Regions from separate parts of the Mus musculus genome. Here region 2 is linked to region 1. The links are chromatin contacts, called in public promoter capture Hi-C maps. All regions are on one chromosome and are shown on one strand. The core of a region is the stretch at or near the end of the contact, and the rest is flanking DNA. Distances in the headings are between cores, read along the strand shown.

What was found. Promoter capture Hi-C pulls out the DNA fragments that hold promoters and counts their contacts.
Region 2: a promoter capture Hi-C map of pre-B cells shows a contact between it and region 1. The contact joins the promoter of Siglecg here to the promoter of Ccne1 in region 1. A contact is called at or near these places in 1 of 39 promoter capture datasets (pre-B cells) and 1 of 484 Hi-C or Micro-C datasets (B cells).

Annotation. Positions count from the first base shown.
Region 1 is chr7:38,105,872-38,108,869 of GRCm38.p6, reverse strand. Ccne1 (cyclin E1) reads left to right here and starts at 1,380. Exons shown (of 12, transcript NM_007633.2): 1 at 1,380-1,548; 2 at 2,041-2,083; 3 at 2,187-2,274; 4 at 2,523-2,591. The coding sequence starts at 2,070.
Region 2 is chr7:43,406,692-43,409,689 of GRCm38.p6, reverse strand. Siglecg (sialic acid binding Ig-like lectin G) reads right to left here and starts at 1,410. Exons shown (of 12, transcript NM_172900.3): 1 at 1,320-1,410; 2 at 1,091-1,184; 3 at 582-959; 4 at 169-447. The coding sequence starts at 1,130.

The DNA.
Region 1 (2,998 bases), core at 131-2,630:
GCAGTCAATGTGCTCAAGGCATTCGTCTCAGTAGCCTGTATGTTCCACAGACCTGGGTCAGTGTGGGTTTCTTTTCTCTCTTTCTTTCTTTCTTTCTTTCTTTCTTTCTTTCTTTCTTTCTTTCTTTCTTTCTTTCTTTCTTTCTTTCTTTCTTTCTTTCTATATCATTTACTAACATAAGGGAAGTGACCCTTTTGGTCCAAGATACAGAAGGGGCAACGGGATAAGAAAACAGAGTGAACAAGAGATTGGAAGAAACAAGTGCTTTGCCATAGTTTAACACTGGAGGGGACGTCCTGGGGAAAGGTACGCCGGAGAGGAAGTGGTTACCAAAGACCTTCAAGTTTTCCGGAAGCACAAACAGCTGGAATGGGTCAGAAGAGAGTAAAGCAAGCTCTGAGGCTCTGGGGTGCGAAAGGGCACCGGATGCTGGATCCAGCAGCTCGGGCGGAGGGCTGAAGGTCAGGTCTGGGGTGGGTGAGGGTCACTTCACGTTTGTGAGGCATGTGCATACTCTGAGGTTGATGAAAACACTTGGAGTAAAATTATAGGCTGGAGACTGCCTCACCTCATGGGGACCTAAGGGTCAGAGAGGCTTTCTGCAAACGGGTTGGGCCCATGTGTGCTAGAGGCACAGAAATGTGCTTGGGTAGCCTAATGAATGAATGAATGGGTGGATGAATGGACCAGAAACACTGACAGGTTAAAGGACCTGCTGCTGGTCCACAGGAGACCTAACAGCAGCAGCCTGAATGCTGGTTCCGGTCCCAGGAGCCACAAGCTGTTGTGACCTTGGGGACACCCACGCGCCGGACTCGGCCCGGAACTCTGCGTCTCAGGGGCGGGGAGGACGAGTCAGGAGGGACAGTGCGCGCGCGCGGGAGACCGGCGGATGACGGGTTCTTAACTCCGGGCCCTCCCGTGCCTCACTCCAGTCAAGCCCGGCCGCCGATCATTGCGATCTGCCCTGCTGACATTCCACTTGGGCGGCCCATGCCGCTCCTCCCGGCCCCGCACGCTCAGAATCCTTCAGGCGCTCGCGCCAAGATTCTCCCGCGTCAGCGAGCCCGCCCCGCAGCCGCGCGCGCCAGACGACTCTCCCGCGTCCCGCCCCGCGCAGGCCCCGCCTACCACGTCCGCACCCCGCCCCCGGCGCGCAGGCCCTGACATCTAGCCCCACCCCTTTAGTGCATGCCACGCCCGTAAAAGAACACGCCCCCCGGGAGGCCACGCCCCCACCAGAGCTCCTCGCTGGTCCGCGCGGCGACGGGGCGGGCCCCGGGCCTGCGGCGGCCGCTGAGGGGCTCGCAGCCCTCGGGGCGGGGCGCGAGGGCGGGACGGGGCCGGTGCCGCGCGCTGGGATTTTTAAATGTCCCGCTCGAAGCCGGGCGCAGGAGCAGCCGGCTCGACAGCCAGCGCGGTGTAGGGGGCAGGCGCGGATCCCGCCAGCGCCGCGCGCTCGGCCGCCGCCTCCCGCCTCCTGCTTCCCGCTCGCCGTCGGCCTCCTGCCCGCTCGAGCGCGCCTGCCTGCGGCGGACACAGCTTCGGGTACGGGCTGCCTGGACTCCCGGGACTCCCGGGACTCCCACGACTCCCAGGCGTCCGGACCGGGTCCGACCAGACCGGACCGGGCCCGGGTGGGGGTGGGGCGAGGCCGGGTCACCCGGTCCCCTGAGGTATCAGCTCGGGGTGCCCCGGCCGGGGTGGCTGTGAGAGACGGGTCAGGGGTAGGTGTAGAAAGGGACACTGAGGCAGCCCCGGCCCCGAGGACGGTGATGGAGCGGGGGGTCCTCTTGAAGGGCGGCTGGGCCTCCATCCCCAACCTCAGGTTCGGACCCAGGGTCGCAGGCTGCTGGCGGCGCCTGCGGGTGACAAGCCACCCGGGCCCATCGGCCATTTTCCCGGCCGGCCTCCGGGCCCAGGAGGCTCCCGCCGCCGCCGCCCGCGCGGGAGGGGGGAGGGGTGCCCGGGACGAACTGGAAGACTCAGGTCCCCTCTGCGGGCCGTGCTCACCACGATGCTTGCTTGTTGTCCTCCCAGGTCTGAGTTCCAAGCCCAAGTCCTGAGCCATGCCAAGGGAGAGGTGAGTGGCCTCCCTGCTGCGGGAGGGTAAGGGTGAGTAGCGGTGGGGGAGGGGCGGCCTGAGTTTTTGGGGAGCAGCACCCCATGACACCATGCCCTTGCAGAGACTCGACGGACCACAGCAACATGAAAGAAGAAGGTGGCTCCGACCTTTCAGTCCGCTCCAGAAAAAGGAAGGCAAATGTGGCCGTGGTGAGTACAAAGGATACAGGTTGGGAAGGGGACAGCCCACCCCCCCTTCCATCTTACCTGGGTACCAAATTTGGTTCTTCTTACCTACTAGTGAAAAGAATTAGTTGAGAGAGAGGTTTCCTTTAGTTGAATGTCGTTCATGACCTAACAAACATTTCCCCCTTTTTCTCTTGTGTTTTTTGTCTTTGGGTCGCACCATGTGGACCCATGGTGGACCGGGATTTTTTTTTTTTTTTTTTTTTTTTTAGTTTTTGCAAGACCCAGATGAAGAAATTGCCAAGATTGACAAGACTGTGAAAAGCGAGGATAGCAGTCAGGTAGGTCTGCTGCCTACAGGGTATTCTGCCTCCTGGGTTCCAGGTTTTCTTTCTTCCAACTTTCCCAAAACAGAGCTGCAGGCCACATGGCTGAACCTCTGAAGCTTGTCAATGTGGCCTGGTCTCAGTTGGGCCTGGGGTTGTGGGAGGGGTTTGTGTTTCCTGAATGGCACCTTTAAGGTTACAGGTACTGATACCTGGAGGAACCAGAGTGAGTGTATAATTTGGTCCTTTCTAAGCCCAGGGGGAAACTGAGTCTTATTAGAAGGTAACCCAGAGTCCTTTGCAAACCCAGCAGAGCTGGGCCTGCAGTCTTACTGCGGAAGGCTAGTTGGGGGATAGGACTCCCAACTCTTTCTCCCTTGTCCATTCTTGTGACTTTTCCTAATCCCAGCAGTAGAGAAGCA
Region 2 (2,998 bases), core at 161-2,660, 5.3 Mb before region 1:
GTATATGTGCTGCTGAGGATGGAACCCAGGGCCTCGTGCATGCTGGGCAAGCACTCTACCAACTAAATGACATCCCCACCACACCTCCGTGAACCCTCCTGAGCATGGAGTTGGGGAATTCTCTACCTCCTACCACCAGGACAGCCCAAAGCACCATACCATACTCACAGGCCACTCTTAGTCGGACAGTCCTTTGTGTGCTCATTCTAGAGAAGTCCAGCTGACATGTGAGCTCAGTATCATGGTGTTGAAGTCCTGGGATAAAGCTCAGAACTGAGTAATTGGATGTGTGCGGTCTGCTTTCTTGGAAGGAGACAGCATCCCCCATCCAGGAGAAAGAAGGAGCTGGGCATTGGTTGAAGGTCCAGGAAAACAAGCAGACAACGGTCACTGGCTCCCCAGGCTCCAGGACCTCAGGAATGAAGATATCTGGCTTCTGAGTCAGGGCTAAGGGAGAGGATACCAATCCTGTGACTCCAGCGGCTCCTCCCAGAAGTAGTCTTCTTTGCATCACAGTTTATCTTCCACTGTCCCTCCCCCAGTGAGAGACCAAGGTTCCCTGCTATGTCTACAACTCTTACCTTCCACTTGTAGCCTGAACTCCTCCTTGAAACTGAATCTCTCAAATCCTCTCTCCATCCGGAAGAAATAGTTTGTTGAGTCTCCCCACTGAACATCTTTGATTAGCAAGGAACAGTTCTTTTTAGAGATATCCCCCAAGAGCTGGAAGCGCCCTCGGGCTTCCCATTCTAACACTTTATCTTTGTTATTTGTGGCCACTGGAAATGAAAGTGATGGTTTTCTGATGCCTTTGAACCAGTAGCCATAAAGTGGGGAACGGTTAAGCCATTTTCCCTCAGGGGAGGAGAAGGAGCAGGGCACGAAGATGCACAGACCCTCCTGTGCCTTCACAATTCTCTGCACCTGTAGGAAGTAGCTCTCCATCTGACCTTGAGGCCCTGTCGGAGACAGAGGCATAAGCTTTAGCCCCAGCCCCAGCCCCAGCCCCAGCCCCAGCCCCAGCCCCAGCCCCAGCCCCAGCCCCAGCCCCAGCCCCAATTTGAGCCACTCTGGCCTTGGACCCACTCACCATCCAACAGGAAGGACAGCAGGAACAGCAGCAGTGACATCGTGGCCTTAGGGGGATCTTGGACTTGCACAAGTTGGCCTCCTTCTCAGCTGGTCTGTGTTTGATTGGAGTGAGAGAGGAGGGGAAATGTAGGCGGAAGCTGAGCCCTGGGTACCGGTGCAAGACAAACTGCAAGTTTCGAGCCCATTGCATCTCCCTTTCCCTCCACTCCCTTCTCCCCCATACCCACCTGCCTACTCCATGTTTTATGGAGCATTTGGCCCTTGGACATTTGCAACTGATCCTTCCCAGCCCTCTCTAGTGGCTGGGAGGGAGGGAACAGAGCTATGCCTGGCCTGGGGACCTTGCTGTGGGTGAATATAGGTTGGGGCTTTTCTTTAGATGCTAGGTCAGTAAGAAAGCAGAAGTAAGAGTTTTGGGTGGTGCTTCTTGAAGTGAGTCCTGGTGAGTGCAGGAGAGCGAGACCTCCTGGCTGATGTTCAAATTTAAAAACAAATAGGTAGTCACTATATTTCTTGGTATGAAATGTCTCAAATACTTTGTGAGTACTATTTACACTTAGAAGAGGAGGAAGAAGAGGGGGGAAAGAAAAGGAGGAGGAAAAGATGAAAAAGCTTGGTTTGTATGATGTTCAAATGTAACTGGATATTTCTCACTATGCTTTTTTTTTTTCTTTGCTTCATGCTAAATCAGAAAAATATAGACTGGTCTTCTACCCCTTCATCCTCCCTTGTGAGCTACTGACACTTTGAACTCTAAAAGTACCCACAGGCTTCAATACAATTCAACACAGTTCCCCGCTTGTCCTTCCTCTTCAGTCAGAGAACTGAATTTCCCACTTGTAATTTATGCGTTGATGAGGTTTCCCATATCTGGGGCTGACGATGTTACTAGGAACCAAGCAACCTAAAGGGTGCAAGGTGTGTATGTGTGTGTGTCTGTCTGTCTGTGTGTGTCTGTGTGTATGTGTCTGTGTGTCTGTGTGTGTGTCTGTCTGTCTGTGTGTGTCTGTGTGTATGTGTCTGTGTGTCTGTCTGTGTGTATGTGTCTGTGTGTCTGTCTGTCTGTGTGTGTCTGTGTGTATGTGTCTGTGTGTATGTGTGTGTGTGTGTCTGTCTGTCTGTGTCTGTGTGTATGTGTCTGTGTGTATGTGTCTGTGTGTATGTGTCTGTGTGTATGTGTCTGTGTGTCTGTGTGTCTGTGTGTATGTGTCTGTGTGTATGTGTCTGTGTGTCTGTGTGTATGTGTCTGTGTGTCTGTCTGTGTGTGTCTGTGTGTATGTGTCTGTGTGTCTGTGTGTATGTGTCTGTGTGTCTGTCTGTGTGTGTCTGTGTGTATGTGTCTGTGTGTCTGTGTGTCTGTGTGTCTGTGTGTGTGTCTGTGTGTGTGTGTCTGTGTGTACGTGTCTGTGTCTGTATGTGTATGTGTGTGTGTCTGTGTGTACGTGTCTGTATGTGTGTCTGTATGTGTGTCTGTGTGTGTGTCTGTGTGTGTCTGTATGTGTCTGTGTGTGTCTGTATGTGTATGTGTGTGTCTGTATGTGTATGTGTGTGTGTGTGTGTGTGTGTCTGTCTGTCTGTGGGTGTGTCTGTGTGTCTGTCTTCAAGTTTCCCACAGGCTCCTGTGTTTGAAGCTTGACTCACTGTGGTGCTTCTTTTTTTTTTTTTTTTTTTGGTTTTTTTGAGACAGGGTTTCTCTGTATAGCCCTAGCTGTCCTGGAGCTCACTTTGTAGACCAGGCTGGCCTCGAACTCAGAAATCCGCCTGTCTCTGCCTCCCAAGTGCTGGGATTAAAGGCGTGCGCCACCACAAGCTCATAGAACCTTTGGTTTGGGAGTGAAAGTTAACAGAGGTGGGTCACTGTATGTGTGTGGGGAGACCTCTGAGGGCTAACACTCTGCCCTGACTC